Linked DNA regions of Mus musculus: all the other regions are linked to region 4. A link is a contact called in public HiChIP or PLAC-seq and promoter capture Hi-C data. All regions are on one chromosome and are shown on one strand. The core of a region is the stretch at or near the end of the contact, and the rest is flanking DNA. Distances in the headings are between cores, read along the strand shown. Region 1 holds the start of Il6ra (interleukin 6 receptor, alpha). Region 2 holds the start of Ubqln4 (ubiquilin 4). Region 3 holds the start of Lmna (lamin A). Region 4 holds the start of Fdps (farnesyl diphosphate synthetase). Region 5 holds the start of Mex3a (mex3 RNA binding family member A). Region 6 holds the start of Hax1 (HCLS1 associated X-1).

Region 1 (2,700 bases), core at 18-2,517, 810 kb before region 4:
TACAGGTTTGGTTCTGACATCCACAGAGAGCGGTGGATGCCTAGGTCTGAGGCCAGCATGTTGCTTAAATAAGGTCATGTCTTATTTAGGGGTTCAGCCAGCACACACACATTCCAGTTGCCCCATGGACTCTAATCAGCTGAACCCTGAAATGGAAGAATACATTAAAACATACTGGTGTAGGTCCAGGGCTCCCCATCTACATTTTCTTTTCTTTCTTTTTTTTTTCTTATCCCTTCCCTTCTCCCTCTTGCTCCGGCCCGGCTCGCTCAGGCCCATAGGTTTTATTTGTTTCTCATTACAGATGGTTGTGAGCTACCATGTTGCTGGGATTTGAACTCATGATCTCCGGAAGTCAGTCAGTGCGTTTAACCGCTGAGCCATCTCACCAGCCCTAAATTTTCTTTTCAGTGTGTTTCTTTCCCTCTGCATTTGCATGGGAAGCTGCCCTGTAGCTTCAAGCTCTGTAGCTTGGAAGGGAACCTTGGTGGAGTCTGGTAAATAGCAAACGCCGGTTCCTTTGTGTCCAGTCAAGTCATGATGGGTAATCAAAGCCCTACTCCTTGTTGAGCAGTTAGGCTCCAGGTACATCGACAGTGTTTCCAGGAATCTTTATCATGGGCTTAAAAATACATCTCTAATAGGTGAGAAAACTGAGACTTCCGGATCGGGATAGCAATCTTGAGGAGGGTAACACATGTGTCTCTGGGCCAGACTCAAAAGCGCACACTGGTTTCGTTGCCTCTGCAGTAGCCTTCAAAGAGCTGCTCCTCCACTGGAAGATGAGAGGAAATCTTTTTCTCAGGTTATGGACGCCTAAGTTTTCCTTCAGACCAATTAAATCACAATCTCTGGGCTCGAAGCAGACATCGGTGTCTTTTCGGATTCCCTGTTTGATTCCCGTAAGCACCCAGGACACTGACCTGCCTTCTACTTTAACAGCCAGAGCCACTGGCTGGCGCTCATGAAAGCAAAACTCAAGCGGAGGCGCGGATGGAAGGAAGGAGGGGGATATTTCTCCTTATCTCAGCGTCAAAACCTGGGGAGGGGCCCTGGTGGGGGTCCCTGGGGGCTCAGGTGTGGCGCGGCTGCAGGAAGTAACCCCCTCCGGTGGCCCGGAGCGCTGGCCGATTGCGCCATCCTACTGGGCTTTCGTAACCGCGAGCCGGGGCTGCCAAGAGGAGCTTCAGCACCGGTTCCTCAAATGTTTCACTGTTGCCAGGACGGCCGGCTGCTGTGTGTCACGTGCATGTGGGAAGTCGCGCCCACACCGATCTGAGCCACGCCGGGGCGAGCGCTCGCAGTGCGAGCTGAGTGTGGAGCCCGAGGCCGAGGGCGACTGCTCTCGCTGCCCCAGTCTGCCGGCCGCCCGGCCCCGGCTGCGGAGCCGCTCTGCCGCCCGCCGTCCCGCGTAGAAGGAAGCATGCTGACCGTCGGCTGCACGCTGTTGGTCGCCCTGCTGGCCGCGCCCGCGGTCGCGCTGGTCCTCGGGAGCTGCCGCGCGCTGGGTAAGAGGAACCCGGAGCGGGCGTGGGGAATGTGACACTGTCTGGTTCCGTTCGCAGAGTGAGCCCCGCCGGTACCGGCTGCTAGCCTGGGCTGACTCACCTGTGCTGACGCGGTGGAGGTTCGCGCGCCCCCTGTTGCGTCTAGCGCCTATAACTGCGTGCTCCTGTCTGTGTCTGGCCAGTTACCTCAAGTCTGAGTACAGGACAGTGTGTTTTCCTGAAACCTGACTCTGGTGTCTGGTTCCCAGTGTTCCCAGTCTTACTCAACTGCATCCCGGGTCGCTCCAAAAAGAGATACCCAGAGGGCGCGCCCTAGTGGAACAGTAGTAGTCCCTTCTGGAGAGTCCTTTATGCCACTGGCTCTCTCTGCTTTAGTTGTGGCACCTCGCGTGGCTTTCCTTAGTTCTACTACATTCCATGTCGTGTGTAATGACAGTGACCCGACGGTGAAGGGTCTGACATCATGGGCTCTGAGTCATGGGTGTTCCCGCCTCACAAACTTACTCCTTTAGCCAACTAGCCCTAGCATGCAGAATGCCAACACCCACATCCATCCCAATCCTGTGAGTTTGACAGCAAAGGATGTGGGACCTCTTGGAACTGTGCCTCCGCCCCCTGCCCCAGCCCTCCCTGATTAGCAGGTGGACCAGGCGGAGGGTAGGGTAGGGGCACTGTGTTTACCTTCCTTGCACTCTGCCTTGTAGGTCTAGGCCTCTCTGTGGGCTCTGGCTTCAGGCCCAGCAGCCTGCCTGGTCTCTTCTGGAGGAACTGGGAGACTGCTTCTCTACAGGTTATTTTAGGGGCTGAGGGCTTATTCAACAACATAGAAAGAGCCAAAGGACATGGGGGAGATTTATCCTGTGCTGGTCGTGGGGACAGTGGCTTCCAGGCTTTCTTTCTGCCTGGAAGGTAGAATTCCTCAAGCTTGGTTTGTTACCCCTACCTATATTTTCTTTATATATATATATATAAAGAAAATATATATATATATTAGACAGGCTCTCCCATAACCCAGGCTGGCCTCAAACTTGTGCCTCTTCTGCCTCTATCTCTTGAGTGCTGGGATTTCAGGTATTAACCCACCCTGTATTTTACACGTTTTTAATCCTCTACAGGATTGACATAAAGCTTTGGGAGGAGCCTGAGGTTCAGAGAGATGCAATGGGAAGCATCAGGCCCCTCCGTGTCTCAG
Region 2 (2,700 bases), core at 76-2,575, 550 kb after region 4:
CTCATCACTATAACAGATAATCTAGAGTATTATTGAGATCTATTGAGGAATCTAGTGTGTTAGTTACCATCTCTACTTAATTAAATTAATTAAATTTAATTAATTAATTAATTAATTAAGAGACAGGGTCTCTGCATGTAGCTCTTGCTGTCCTGGAACTTTCTATGTAGACCTCGAACTCAGATAGATCCACCTGCTTCTACCTCCCCAGGGCTGGGAATTTAAAGATAAGGATCAGAGAAGAGGTAATGTATCCGGGGATATAGGAACTCAGGTCTGGACATCAATGTCTTCATCAGACACATTCTCAATAAGAGCTGTTTTATAATTCAGCTTTTCCCAGGGGACTTAAAATTCTCTAATGAGAGAGCAGCAGTGGTACCAACGGCTACACTGGGGCGAGTTAAATTTTCTAGATTCTATCAGCTCCTCCAAAACACAACACAACACAACACATATTCTAACTATAAACAGTGCACTTGCTAAGCAAAAGATCCCTCTCTTCCAACCAGATGGCCTATTCTAAGCCCCGCCTATGTGCAATTCTGGAGCAGCTTCAAGCAGTGGGGAACACAGGCAATACTCCCTCACTCATTCTATATTATTTTGTTGAGCACCTACTGCGCTCAGCAAATCCTGTAGAGCAGAAAACTGAACTACACAACCGTTTCGATTTGCGACAAGGAGGCTCTGTGGAGAGAGAGAGAGAGGGAGAGAGAGAGAGAGAGGGCACCACCACCACGCGACACTCCCGGGAGAGCATAGCCGCAGCTCGCTCGGGCCGCACGGTGCCTTAGCGCCTGGAACCTCTACCAGTGACCCTGGAGCACACTCTCCTCAAGCCTAGGCTCCAAATGGAGCCCGCAAGCAAGGTGTCCCTTCCTCAAGCTCCCCCACCACGCCCCCAGCCCGGGTAGCGCGGCCAAACCGGCCCCTACCCGCGCCACGCTCCCCGGACTAGCCCTGGCAGGGCGCCCCCTACCCGCTTCTCCCGCCTGTATGCCCCTGGATTCCGCCCCGGCCGGGGGCCCGTCCCCGGCGCCAGGCCGACCCCGAGGTCTCCCTCTCTGCTCTGACCCCCTCGGTGCGCTGCTCCCGCCCTCCTGTCTCCTCCCAGCCAGATACTACCTCCTTGACCGAGGCTTGATCGCAGATCACGATCTCCTCCTTGTCCTTGGGGGTCTTGACGGTGACCCGAATCTGGGGCCTCGTCTCAGCCCCACTCGGCTCCGCCATGCCGCCGCCCGGCCGCCCGCCAGCCCGTCCGGCTCCTCCTCCTCCTCCTCCCGGCCCGCCCGGCCCGGCCCGACTCCGGGGCCTCCAACTCCCCCTCCCGCCCCTCCCCAAGGCTCCGCCGCCCACTCCGGACAGCCGCAGCCACAGCGCCCCGGGCGGCCTGGGGGAGCACTGCAGCTGGGGCGGCCCAGGCCCGAGCAGGGTGCGCAGCTGGCCCGGGCCGGACAGCGCGGAGGGCGGGAGATTCAGGGCCGCCTGCGGCTCCCTCCTGTTCGGACAAAGGACTTTCGTTGTCGCCGTCTTATCTCCGTTCCCTGGGGTCACTTGGTTTTCTTGAGAGGCCTGGGTTCGTTCCTGGTTCAGGACGTCCTTAAGACCTCTGCGGATTCGAGCAGTCGTGGCCTCCGGGGAACCGCCCCGAGGGAGCCATTAAGGACGGTTTCAGAGACCTGGAGTTTGCCTACGTGGCTTCTCTGAGCCTTGGGAGTAAAAGAGCAAGACCCCACAGAATTGTGACTAGCGTACAATATTGCTTTAAAAAATGGTCAAGGATGTGCCTAACAGATAGATTTATTATTAGATTGCGATTGACCAGTAGGCACGAAGGCGTCCTTCGCGTGGAAGATGTTAAAAGTATTTCCACCGTTGCCACTGTCCTTGCGCTCCCGCTCTCCCCCCCCCCAACTCCACAACCACATGGTCCCACTGGAACGCTGAACTATGGTTCCCAGAATTCCTTGAGCGATCACATGAAACTACGATTCCCAGAGGCCCTCGCGCGGGGCGGGAATTGGGCCAGAGCCTCAGTAGATGGGCCCGGTGACTACAACTCCCAGGCGCCTCGTAGCTGGGCTCCTGGGCCACCGGAAGCGACTGAGGGAGAGCAAGAGGCTGCGACTGTAGGGGTGTGTTGGTGCAGGTCAGGGTTAAGAGACGCAGGCATGCTGCGTCCCAAGGCTTTGACGCAGGTGCTAAGCCAAGCCAACACTGGAGGAGTCCAGAGCACCCTGTGAGTGAACAAGAACCCAAGCAGCGAGCGCTGGAATGGGGCGGCGCGCGGCTGTCTGCAGTAGGGGTAGGGAAGAGCCCTACGCCGGGAGGTGGCTAATGTTGCAAGCTGCAGCTTCGGAAACCCTGCTTGAGGGCTTCCTCGGAAAGGGAAATGGACAGTTGATTAGCGTGTTCCTGGATTCTTGCTTCCTAAAAGCGCCAGTAGCTGGAATTGGGATAGGAACTCAGACCTTTCACTCTTCCTGAGTTTGTTGATATCCTTCCCATTCTTGCCAGGCTGCTGAATAATGAGGGATCGCTGCTGGCCTACTCCGGTTATGGGGACACAGATGCCCGGGTCACTGCGGCCATCGCCAGTAACATCTGGGCCGCGTATGATAGGAACGGGAACCAAGCGTTTAATGAAGACAGTCTCAAATTTATCCTGATGGACTGCATGGTATGGAGTAAAGT
Region 3 (2,700 bases), core at 140-2,639, 600 kb after region 4:
AAAAGAAAAAAACAAAAAAACAAAAAAACAAACCCCCCCCCCACCACCAACAACAACAACAAAAAAAAAAACAAAAAAAAACAAAAAAAGCAGCAGCAACAACAAAATCTCTTAAGAGTCCCAACTCAAGCCCACTGCCTGGACCTGCAGGAACTGCAAGCTAATCAGCAATGGACAGGGGAAAGCACATGGCAAAAGGGGAAGGAACATGGCAGAAGGGGATGCCAGGGCCAGTAAGGCTTAGGCTAGGGTTACAGGAGAGGATTAGACAGCTGATCGGGAGTCTTTGATGGAGGCTGGAGACCCCGGGACATGGAACCAGGGGACCAGGTTACTGTATTGGGAGATCATCTAGTCAGGGCCCACCCAGAACTGGCTAGACAGGCATGCAGTGGCTGAGGAGGGGGTAGCTTTGCTGTTCTTGCTCACACCGTTTAAGATGGAACCAGGATGGAGACCCTGCATTAACAACCCTCTGACCCCGTTCCTCTTTTCAGGCCCTTCTCGAAGCCACAAAAATCTGGAACCTGGTGTCCTGGCCATGTGCTGAATGCACGCACAGCACAGCTCTGGTATCTGTTTTAAATTATCCATTAAAATAAGTACAGTCCTGGAAAAAAATAAGTACAGTCTTGGATTTGGTTGGGTGGAGTGAGCTGAAGAAAGGGGCTGAAACGAGGGATTTCAGCAGCCCCTTTTTCCAGCTGTCTAGGTCCAAATGAAAGGGGAGGGGGGAGTGGGCGGGGCCAACTTCTGGCTTCTATTCTTGGCCTTCTCTTGGGGACTGAGGCTTATTTCTTAGATCTAAAACCCAATGTTTGGTTTTAAAGCCAAAAATATAAGGGAAGTGCATAGGTTTGGGTTTTGTTTTTTGTTTTTTCCCGAGGTCCTTGATCTTTGCCCCCAAATTTGAGGGCATAAAGTAATCCCTCAGTTACCTAAAAACACAGCCATTCCTTTGCCATTCCACTCTCCTGGATTGGCCGCTTCTGTGCGCGGGGGAGAGGTGACTCACTATTACTACTGAGGAAAGGGGAGCCAGTGGTGGAAGTGGGGTGAGTCACTGATGGGCAGCAGCTTCAGCCCTCCCCCCAACTTCCTTGGCTCTCTGGGGATGCCTGATCCTCTCCCTCACTTTGCACCTACTTCCCCTGGTCCCTCACCACTACCCTTTGCCCACCCACTCAAATTCTTTGGCTCTGCTCTTTACTCCAGAAGGCCAAAGGCAAGCTTAGAGTTGAGTAGGCAGGAACCAACATTGTGAAGCCCCAGGCCAGAAAGGGGTGTTCTGCAGAGTGAGGGTTGGCATGCTGGCTCCTCCTCACCATACCTGCCCCCGCCCCTTTGGGTACAGGATGGCTCCTTTAAGAGCAGTGGATCCACCCCCTGTAGAGGAGGGCCTATTAGAGCCTCTGCCTGGCTGTCAGTGACTCAGTGTTCGCGGGAACGCTGCCTCAGCCTCAACACCAGCCAACCCAGATCCCGAGGTGCGCCAGCGCCCAGCCCAGATCTCCACGCCTGCCAGGAGCGAGCTTCGCCGGCTCGCTGTCCCCCTGAGCAGCCTCTGTCCTTCTGTCCAAGTCCCGCGCCCTTCTCGGGACCCCTGCCCAGCGGGCAGCACTGTCACCCTGCCGGCCATGGAGACCCCGTCACAGCGGCGCGCCACCCGCAGTGGGGCGCAGGCCAGCTCTACCCCACTGTCGCCCACTCGGATCACCCGGCTGCAGGAGAAGGAGGACCTGCAGGAGCTCAATGACCGCCTGGCCGTGTACATCGATCGCGTGCGTTCCCTGGAGACCGAGAACGCGGGGCTGCGCCTTCGCATCACTGAGTCTGAAGAGGTGGTCAGCCGAGAGGTGTCCGGCATCAAGGCGGCCTACGAGGCCGAGCTGGGGGATGCCCGCAAGACCCTTGATTCTGTGGCCAAGGAGCGCGCCCGCCTCCAGCTAGAGCTGAGCAAAGTGCGTGAGGAGTTCAAGGAGCTGAAGGCTCGGTGAGTGAGGCCCGGCCGGCCGGCACCAGGGAGGCAGCAGTCGCCTGTAACTGGCCATCTAGTCCCCTCCCTCCCCGGAACTGCCTCCCGCGGGTGACTGGCAGTGCCAAGGGTAATAGACATGATAGGACATAGAAGGGAGGGGGTCTCTGTGAGAGGGTGGGGGATATAAAGAGTGGTGGGGGCATTGAGACCAAGTAGCGTTGGTGACAGGGCCTATGCTGTCAAGGTGGGATTTTTCAGTCATTTGGAGCTTGGGGGATGGGCTTGAGGAAGGTAGAACAGGCTCTACCAGGTCTTGGAACTCCCGAACGCCGCCCGGGACACATCAGAATGGGTGAAAGGGTTTTATTAGAACTTTCTTGGTAGGTTTGGCACTTTGCCAATCTTGCCCAACGTGGCTCTGAACACATGATGTCCACTAAGACATAGCGCCCACACTGACATTTGTCCAGTGGTACTGTAATGGAGTTACCAAGGCTGCATAGCCCCTTTCTCCCATGGCTGTGTAAGCACGGCCTTCTCCTGGTTCTTTCTAGGAGCTGAGAATGTCTGGAGCTTTTCCTAGACTCTCAGGCCCACCAGAAGCACACCAGGAGATCTGCTCCCCCGCAGCTCCCACAGCCCTTGGCCTCCCTGGTCGAGGAATGCAAGGGAGGGTGGGGAGGGAGACCGGGCACAGAAGCTAATGGCTCTGGAAATTCTGT
Region 4 (2,700 bases), core at 14-2,513:
CATTTCCTCAAATTCTGACCAAAACTAGCATTCGTTAGGAACTTGTGAAACCGGTTCCCCTTTACCAAAGGGGTTACCCTTACATGGGCAGCAGAAGGGACAAAAATTATGCCGGCCTCCAGGCTCCCCCAGTATATCCAGGCTCTCACAGTATATCACATGTTCCTGGCTCTTCTCAGCTCCCCCATTATCCTAAACGTCTCTATCTCAGGAGCTTCTCTTCCCTCACTTCACATTCTTATAACCTCGGCTATGCTGTTTTGGCCCTCCCTTAAGCTCCCTACCTTCTCTTATGCATGGTCTAGTCCCCTCTGCGAGCCATGTTCAATCTACTATTTTCTCACTCTGTGAGTTGAAGTTTAGCCAGGTCTACAGTGAGAGTTCCAGGACAGCCAGGGCTACATGGAGAAACCTTGCAGAATAAACCAATGTGTAAAGTTTATCTTGTCTAGACCCTTCAACCTTTTAGTCCGGAGTGGTAGTGGTCTCTTTCTTTGGGACAATGAAACTTATTTCTAATACTTCAAGGACAAGTCCATTAATGTCTGAGGTGGTTTGTAGTTTCAGGTCTCTTTTCTGATCGCGATGGGGTTTGGGGTGGAGTAAAAAGGAGTCAACGTGGTGGGCTGGCAAACTGTGAGGCCGAAAGTTCTAACATCTGCTTTGAGTTTTTACCTTTTTGCTTCAAGGGCGCCAAAGTACCTGGGGGAAAGGTGTTGTTTTCTCTCATATAGTCATATAGTCTTCCAAGTAGCCTAAAACTCATTACACGACCCATATTGGTTTTAACTCTTTTTTTTTTTTTTCCCTCCAGCCCCACCCCATGGCTTTAACTCTTGATCTTATTGCCTCACCCCTTCTAAGGGCTGGAAAAATGAGCGACTTCACCTAACTAGAATCAAAGATGTAAGAAGTGATTTGCTAGAGTTGGAAATAGGAAGCTGCAAGGCTGGTTATTCCGGGATCTTAGAAACACTGTCAACCAGAAGCACTGGAAGAACTATAGCTAGGAATTAGATAGCCAATTTCCCAGGCTTTCGGTATGGGTGTACCGACACCGCCGACCGCCTAGTGGGCTGATGGTCCGCGCGCCACCCTTTCATTGGCCAGCCGTCACAAGGCCCATGCTCACACGAGGTAATTTAGCCAATCAGCGAACTAGGCCACACCCACCCTGAGACACAAGTCTGAGTTTCTTGCCGCCTAGTCCGTGGCATGCCGGGAGTCGTAGTTTTATATTTATGTTCTGCCTCCTGAGCCTGGAGACTGGGAACTACAACTCCCAGAGTGCTGAGCGGATGCACGCTCAGCTTTTAGGTGTAAGCCGCAAACATCTTGGACCCCGGGAGAATCCGCGTTGAAGAACAGGTGAGAGCTATTGTTGGGGCTGGAGCTGAGGTTTACCCGTGTCTCGGATCGGGTGAAGCTCCGAGGCACTAAAGGACCAGTCCGTGTTGGAGTTACGGGGCTTGGGGTCGGTGGGCCAGAATGAACGGTTTGCTTGTGCCTTCGTGAATTTCTAAACGCTGGCGTCTTCCTCAAGTCTTCCGTACGCCAGGCCTTTAGTTTACTCTTGTGAGTCCTCCCACGCCCACCTGTTGCTCGGAGGCCGGCTGCGGTTAGCACCAGTGCCGGGACAGATGACAAGCGCACAGCACCTTCGGCTCCAGTCCCCTCATTGGGACTATCTAAGAGCTTCCCTCTCTTTCCCCTACATCCGGACTCCTGGGTTCCAGCTTTGGCTCTTCGTCAGCTCAGCTCTCTTACATTCACTGAACCTCAGTTCGGTGTCTCCATTAACATTGTGACTTAAGGACCTTGCATCCCGTAATTCCCGTAATACAATGTTCCGAATTGTAGTGAACGCAACCTTGGAAGTAGAAAGTGTTCAGTTTTAGCCATTTTCGGTTTAAGTGAAGATCTATTGGATCTCAGTCACTCCGACAAACTTTTCATTTCCTGTGTGTTTTTTATGTAATTCTTGAGTTTAGAAGCGGGGTGGGGCGTTCTAATGCAGGAGGTAACAAGCTTGGCTTGGGGGATACCTTAGGTAACTGCTACCAAGCATCTGCCTTCGGTGCTTGCTCCTGCAGGGAGTGCTTGGTGCCCCCACCCCCATGCACACCCAGGATGCCCCTGTCCTGCTGGCTGAGATCTCTGGGGGTCTTCCTGCTGCCAGCCCCCTGCTGGGCACCCCGGGAGAGGTGGCTTGGTTTCCTACAACGACCCTCCCTGGCATATGGGTGTCCAGTCCTGGGGGCCTGGCACAGTGCCCGCTGGTGGTGCCAAGTGTGGACAGAGGAGCCTCGGTGAGTGTGGTTGGGGTGTGGGGCTTCGGGGAGGGAAGCACCCGAGCCACCCTCTCATTTGTTTGTGTGTGTGTTTTTTTTTCCCTCAGAGCATTTAGCTCCTCTGTCAGAATGAATGGGAACCAGAAATTGGATGCTTATAACCAAGAAAAGCAGAATTTCATCCAGCACTTCTCCCAGATCGTCAAGGTGCTGACTGAGAAGGAGCTGGGACACCCAGAGATAGGGGATGCTATTGCCCGGCTCAAGGAGGTGAGGCATTCAGGACTGAAGAAGCTGGTAGAGGTGTGGATTCATGAGGGGTTTCGATAAGAGCGAAGTGACTACCTGGGTCTCTGGAGTAGATGGGTCTCTGCTGCACTTCAGCCCTCCTCGGGGATGTTTGGCTCCA
Region 5 (2,700 bases), core at 59-2,558, 570 kb after region 4:
AACAGCAGAAGGTCCCAGGAGTGCCCCCTCCCCAGTATACAAGCAGAAACTAGAGTAGGGGCTCCCAAGTAATTGCACATTCCGTCAGTCCTTCCAGCCAGGAGCCGACACCCCCTCCGCACAGACCCTGGGATTGGGAGGCAGCTCCCCCTCCCCTTTCCTCTCCCAGTTCCAGGATATTTCTTTGTCTACGGGCGGAGCCCCAGGGGAGGAAGGGTCCCGAGAGTCGTCCCGACTAGGGGTAGCAGGGAACTTTGTGGCACTTGGAATCTGGGCAGGGGGCGGGGCCCCCTTTGTCGGGAAGGGACAGAGCCAGAGGCGCGCAAAGAAGGAAGCGATGAACTTTCCGTGCCGGGGACAGCAAGCCCCCACTCCAACCCTCGCAGTGTCCAGACGCCCGCTTACCTTGCCTGCCCACGATCTCGGCCACGTGCTCGGAGGTGGGCACGGGAACGCACTCCGTGGTGTTGCTGCTGCCCTTCAGTCGCAGCTCGGCCTCTTTGTAGAGCGCGCAGAGCTTGGCGTCGTTCGCCCCTTTGGGGGCGGTGGGGGGCTGGGGCGTCTGCGCCGCGGGGGCCGCGCTCGGGGCGGCCGGGGCCGCCGCGGGCGGCGGCGGCGGGGCCGGCTGCGGGGGGGCGGCCGGCTGCGCGGGGGCGCCGCCCCCCCCACCTCCCCCGTCCTCGCCCGCCGTGGGGGCGGGGGGCTCCCCCAAACCCAGGAGGCAGAGTTGATCAAGAGCCAGCTGAAGGGCGCGCTCGTCTTCCAGCAGCCCTCGGTCCTTAGCGCTTCCCCCGAAACATCCTAGTTCTCCAAAGCCCCCATTTCTTTCCATTATTCCAGATACCACTAGACTAGGCATGGCGAAACAAAAGCTGGGGGAGAGAGGGAGAGAGAGAGGTGGTGGAAGGGAGAAGAGGAGAGAGGAGGGGAGGGGAGAGGAGAGGAGGGGGTGTGTGGGGAGGGGGAACAAAGAGCTGGGGAGGGGGGAAGAAAGCGAGATAGAAAGATAGACCCACCCCTAAGCCCCCCTCCCCAAGCACCCTGTAACCTGACTCCCCTCGCCCCAGCCCCCGGGTGGGGGTGGGGGAAAAGAAGCAAAACCAAGAAAGCAGATCTCCTCTCGCTCCGGGGTGACGGGGTGGGGTGGGGGGCTGCGGGCCCTAGCCCCCACCCCTCCGCCTCGGACCCAGAGTCTCTACCCTCCGCCGAGCAGACGCCCCCTTAGGTTCCCGCACCGAGCCCCAGTCCCGGAGCGTCGCTCAGTGGCCCCCAATAGAGCCCAGCCCCTTCCAGCGCTCAAACTCTTTTGTTTTAAATGAACTGGATGGAGCAGCATGGAACTGACGGGAGGGGGGCGCGCCGGGGGCGCCCGGGGCATGCCGGGAGTTGTAGTTTCCCGCCCTCGGGCGCGGGGAGGAATTCCTCAACCCGGGCAAGAAGGGGATTGCGCCCCTCGGGCTCTGCCCACTGGTCACGGGAAAAGCCTCGGGTGGGTTGGGAGTTGTGGTCCGAGAAATTTTAGGAGCTGGCAGTATGCGGGAAGGGAGCGGGTGTGGAAAGGCGTTTCTCCTCTGCCCGCGGGTCCCGGGCCTCTTTCTTATGGTAATGAGGGCCGGGGCGGAGCGGCCTCGTGGCTGCAGTGCCCTCCCTCCTCCCGCGCGCGATCGCGGAGTCCACGGGCTCGGGCCTCTGGGAGAGAGCTGGTGGAGCAGACAAAGCCCGCGGCCGCTACAGTGGGAGGAGCAGGTCTCTGCGCTGTGTGGGGGCCAGGAAGGGGCGTTCGGTTGGGGGTGGGACCCCCGGTAGAGGATGTGGTTCCCTCTCTTCTCGGAGGTAGCAAGCCCTTCCCCCTCCCCCAGCCCCCCAGTTCCGGGATCTCAGAGGCCACGACTGGGAGGTGAGTTAGTTCGTGCCCCCGTGGTCCGTGCAGTGACCCGGGGAGGATGAGGAGGCGTGGAGGGAGAGGATGGGGGTGGGGGCTGATCCGGGAAGCCAGAAGGGTCCTAGAGGCTTCGTATGGCTTAATTTGGAGCCTTGAACCTTGAGTAACAGGAGTGAGATTGGGGGCCCCTGAGAACCCAGGTTTTTTATTTTTACTTTTTTAGACCTGAGCCTCGAATATAGTGGAGGAAATCTTTTGTCCCTTAGGACGGTCATTTCGCTGTTTCCTTTGCCTCCTTTATAAACCAGTAATTCAGCCCTTTTAACCCTAGAAATATGGCGAAAGAGATCATAAATAAGCTTTTAAGATTTGACTGTTAAGAGGGGAGTTAGAGTGTACTGCATTCTTTTCTCTTTCTTTCTTTTTTACTTCCCCCCTACTCTGTATCTTCTGGTTTTTGTTTTTGTTTTTCTTTCAAGAGAGGGATGGGATCTAAAGGTCTTGTGGTCAGGCTCAAGGAGTCACCTCCCCAAGTTGGATCACAGTAGATGGGTATGCTGGGTGGGTAGGAGTCCCGCCCCTGCCCGAGGGGTTTCCTTTGGGAAATCTGAGCTAGTCTAGAGGAAAAGTTTTGCATGAAGGTAGGGCAGTAGATTGACAATGGGGATGTCAGGAGGCACAGTGAGGCCAAAGGCCAGGAGGGCTGAGCTCAGGCCCGGTCCTTATAAGCTGATTTTTGGAAAGTGCGTTTGCACAGCATTTGGGAAGGCTGGAGTCTGAGCTGAGTGGTCGGTGGGTATGAGAGTTGTGGCTCTCCC
Region 6 (2,700 bases), core at 102-2,601, 900 kb before region 4:
TACTGCAAATCTTCATTTCTTCTAGAAACTGCCTCATCTACAGCACGTTTCAGGAAGTGAAAGGGGAAGGAGCTAAGGACATTTAGAAGGCAAAGGACCTTGTGGGAATCTAAGCATGGTTTTAAAGGATTCTGAAGTCTCAAGCCAGCATTAGCTGCTGGCCGGCAGAACTCAATCTTGGGGTCTTTTTCTCTTTGGAGGAGTATAGTAGTTCTTGTTCTCTGAGTTATGTTTTTGAGACAGTCTCACTATGTAACCCTGACTGGCCTGGAGCTTGGTGTGGAGACCAGGTTGGTCTCACATTCAGAGATCTGCCTGCTTCTACCTCTTGAGTGCTAAGGTTAAAGGTTGTCAGCACTACACCCTGCCTTGCCTATTTTATGTGGCTTTGAAATGCCTACATTTTGGGAAAAGAATGGATGATCTTAGAGCAAGACCTGGGGTGGGGGCATGGTGCAGTAAAAGGTTTTTGGACTTCAATTACGTGAAAGAGAAGTTTCATTTTTCTTTGTAAGAGCCATATTGCCAGGGACTCGAGATCCTGTTTCAGCCTTCCAAAACTGCAAATATCCTCTGTGCTGAGGAGGTGAGGGAGGTCTGTTTATTTTGAGTCAGAGTCTCACTCTGTAGCCGACTTGCCTGAAACTCAGTGAGGAGCAGGCTGGCCTTATACCTCCCGAGTGGATTAAAACACCATCAAATTTCATTACGGCATGGTTTTCCCAAGACACAAGTAGCTTCTCGTTCCTGCCTAGTCTACAAATCTTACCTTGTTAGTTGGCCATCTGTTTAGTTTTTTAAAAGCAGCGTGTGGTGGTAACCGCCTTAAATCCCAGCATCTGGGAGGCATTAGGCAGGCGGGTTTGTAAGCCCCTTTGGTCTACAATCAGTTCCAGGACAGTCTGAACACCACACAGAAACCCTGTATCGAAAAAAACAAGCTTAAAAACTCCCTACTAGCTGAAGAGATTCCTAGCATCTTTATTCAGCAGTAGGGAAATCGCGGTTTAAGGAACTAGGTAACTTCGCCTAGCCTAGTATTAGACGTCACCGACATCAGTCTAAAACAAAACACAAGGTGGGGGGTGTTTTCTGATCCTGGGGTGAAGCAGGCCTCTGAACAGGCCACTCCCTCTGGCGGCTACCTGGGACCCTCCAGAGAGAAACGGAAACCCCCCTCGGGGGCCTGGCAGATCAGCAGGAGAAAGAATCTCCTAGAAGGGACGTGATCTTGAACTGGGAATTTCGCACGTCCACCCTCACTCAAAACTGAAAGGTAGCGTATAGAAGCTTCGTGTCTGAGGAGCACGGTCAGCCCCGCCTCTTCCTCCGGCTTACGACTTTTACGACAACGCCGCACCGTAGGGTTGCTTTCCGGCAGCGAACGCTGAGCCCTGGCTATATCCGACAGGGTAGCGTAAGCTGGTCGTGGTCTCGTGTTGCCCATGGGCTGCAGAGCTTCAAAGTTTCTAGTGCCCCTACTGGAATGAGCGTCTTTGATCTTTTCCGAGGCTTTTTCGGCTTTCCTGGACCTCGGAGGTGAGAATAGTTCTGGGCTGGATATACGGGAGGGGTGTTTTGGTGGACACTTGACCCCTTCATCATATTTTTGGAAAGCTTCCTTTCCCGCCCCCTTCAACTCCTGCTGAGAGGTCAAAGATCGCATTCTTGAGTACTCACCCCGCCACAGTAATCAAAGCAGTGGTTAAGAGGACAGAAACGGCAGCTTTCTCCAGACCTGGGTGATGCAACAGGGACCTGGGCGGAGAAAACAATGGGGGTCTGGGGAAGAGGACCATGAGCAAGTAATTGGGCGATTAGTAGTAGGCTGGATGACCCTGAAGAAAAACCATGGGTCGTCTGGCAGCTGTTGGGAGGTGCGGAGAGGCTCTGTTTAGAAACAATACAAAACCCTAATAGATCCATCAACGTTGTTCTGAAACCAGATCTCCTGTGTTTTCAGCTGCCCAGACCCCTCTTTGGCCCAGTTTGCTGCCCTTGTGTTGATTTTTATGGCTTAGACAGTGTTGAAGTCTTCGTGGCTTATTTGCCTTCACTCTCAGCCACAGAGATCCTTTTTTTGGAGGGATGACTCGAGATGATGACGACGATGATGATGATGATGACGAAGCGGAGGAAGACAGAGGCGCGTGGGGTCGAGAGAGCTATGCGTTTGATGGTTCTCAGCCTCCAGAGGAATTCGGTTTCAGCTTCAGCCCCAGGGGAGGGATGCGATTCCACGGCAACTTTGGCTTTGATGATCTAGTACGAGATTTTAATAGCATCTTCAGCGAGATGGGGGCCTGGACCTTGCCTTCCCACTCTCCTGGTGTGTGAATTTCCCTGAGGGAGACCCTATGGGTTTCTAGTGGGTTAGTGATGAATAACAGAACTTGCAGAGTAGTTGGGATAGTCTACAGAAATTGATTTTTAAAAGACTTAAAATGTTTAAGGCCTTTCCTATCCCAGAATCACCTACCAACTTTCTACAGAACTTCCAGGTCCTGAGTCAGAAACACCTGGTGAGAGACTGCGGGAGGGGCAGACACTACGAGACTCAATGCTTAAGTACCCAGATAGTCACCAACCCAGGATCTTTGAGGGGGTCTTGGAGAGTCATGCAAAACCTGAATCCCCAAAACCAGCTCCAGATTGGGGGTCGCAGGGACCTTTTCATAGGGTGAGTACTCTCTGCACCTG

What was found. Promoter capture Hi-C pulls out the DNA fragments that hold promoters and counts their contacts. HiChIP or PLAC-seq counts read pairs in DNA pulled down with a chosen protein or histone mark.
Region 1: a contact with region 4 is called in a FOXA1 HiChIP or PLAC-seq map of pancreatic cancer cells. The contact joins the promoter of Il6ra here to the promoter of Fdps in region 4. A contact is called at or near these places in 2 of 39 promoter capture datasets (hippocampal neurons and pre-B cells), 4 of 115 datasets of contacts at active chromatin or transcription factors (astrocytes, embryonic forebrain, embryonic midbrain and 1 more) and 1 of 9 other capture datasets (adipose tissue).
Region 2: a contact with region 4 is called in an H3K27ac HiChIP or PLAC-seq map of extraembryonic endoderm stem cells, with 3 times the contacts expected there. The contact joins the promoter of Ubqln4 here to the promoter of Fdps in region 4. A contact is called at or near these places in 6 of 39 promoter capture datasets (cranial neural crest, erythroid cells, hippocampal neurons and 3 more), 1 of 484 Hi-C or Micro-C datasets (embryonic stem cells), 7 of 115 datasets of contacts at active chromatin or transcription factors (astrocytes, bone marrow-derived macrophages, cardiomyocytes and 4 more) and 3 of 9 other capture datasets (adipose tissue, liver and pancreatic islet).
Region 3: a contact with region 4 is called in an HNF4G HiChIP or PLAC-seq map of pancreatic cancer cells. The contact joins the promoter of Lmna here to the promoter of Fdps in region 4. A contact is called at or near these places in 2 of 39 promoter capture datasets (cranial neural crest and liver) and 2 of 115 datasets of contacts at active chromatin or transcription factors (astrocytes and pancreatic cancer cells).
Region 5: an H3K4me3 HiChIP or PLAC-seq map of the SCID.adh cell line shows a contact between it and region 4, with 10 read pairs. The contact joins the promoter of Mex3a here to the promoter of Fdps in region 4. A contact is called at or near these places in 5 of 39 promoter capture datasets (cranial neural crest, frontonasal cranial neural crest, hippocampal neurons and 2 more), 1 of 484 Hi-C or Micro-C datasets (embryonic stem cells), 5 of 115 datasets of contacts at active chromatin or transcription factors (the SCID.adh cell line, embryonic hindbrain, embryonic stem cells and 1 more) and 2 of 9 other capture datasets (adipose tissue and liver).
Region 6: a contact with region 4 is called in a promoter capture Hi-C map of pre-B cells, with 3 times the contacts expected there. The contact joins the promoter of Hax1 here to the promoter of Fdps in region 4. A contact is called at or near these places in 4 of 39 promoter capture datasets (cranial neural crest, liver and pre-B cells), 2 of 115 datasets of contacts at active chromatin or transcription factors (astrocytes and embryonic forebrain) and 2 of 9 other capture datasets (adipose tissue and liver).

What each region holds. Positions count from the first base shown.
Region 1 is chr3:89,911,763-89,914,462 of GRCm38.p6, reverse strand. It overlaps Il6ra (interleukin 6 receptor, alpha), which reads left to right and starts at 1,267. Exons shown (of 10, transcript NM_001310676.1): 1 at 1,267-1,508. The coding sequence starts at 1,424.
Region 2 is chr3:88,552,341-88,555,040 of GRCm38.p6, reverse strand. It overlaps Ubqln4 (ubiquilin 4), which reads right to left and starts at 1,325. Exons shown (of 11, transcript NM_033526.2): 1 at 1,129-1,325. The coding sequence starts at 1,236. It overlaps Lamtor2 (late endosomal/lysosomal adaptor, MAPK and MTOR activator 2), which reads left to right and starts at 2,090. Exons shown (of 4, transcript NM_031248.4): 1 at 2,090-2,245; 2 at 2,524-2,686. The coding sequence starts at 2,178.
Region 3 is chr3:88,502,041-88,504,740 of GRCm38.p6, reverse strand. Lmna (lamin A) reads left to right here and starts at 1,389. Exons shown (of 12, transcript NM_001002011.3): 1 at 1,389-1,993. The coding sequence starts at 1,638.
Region 4 is chr3:89,100,530-89,103,229 of GRCm38.p6, reverse strand. It overlaps Fdps (farnesyl diphosphate synthetase), which reads left to right and starts at 1,263. Exons shown (of 10, transcript NM_134469.4): 1 at 1,263-1,368; 2 at 2,399-2,561. The coding sequence starts at 2,421.
Region 5 is chr3:88,530,554-88,533,253 of GRCm38.p6, reverse strand. It overlaps Mex3a (mex3 RNA binding family member A), which reads right to left and starts at 1,308. Exons shown (of 2, transcript NM_001029890.3): 1 at 406-1,308. The coding sequence starts at 859. Gm38618 (a long non-coding RNA gene) reads left to right here and starts at 1,374. Exons shown (of 2, transcript XR_867447.3): 1 at 1,374-1,897.
Region 6 is chr3:89,997,367-90,000,066 of GRCm38.p6, reverse strand. Hax1 (HCLS1 associated X-1) reads left to right here and starts at 1,351. Exons shown (of 7, transcript NM_011826.4): 1 at 1,351-1,539; 2 at 2,064-2,329; 3 at 2,493-2,680. The coding sequence starts at 1,487. It overlaps Gm19710 (predicted gene, 19710), which reads right to left and starts at 1,307. Exons shown (of 4, transcript NR_045749.1): 1 at 1,146-1,307; 2 at 770-922. It also overlaps a transcript of Ubap2l not described here.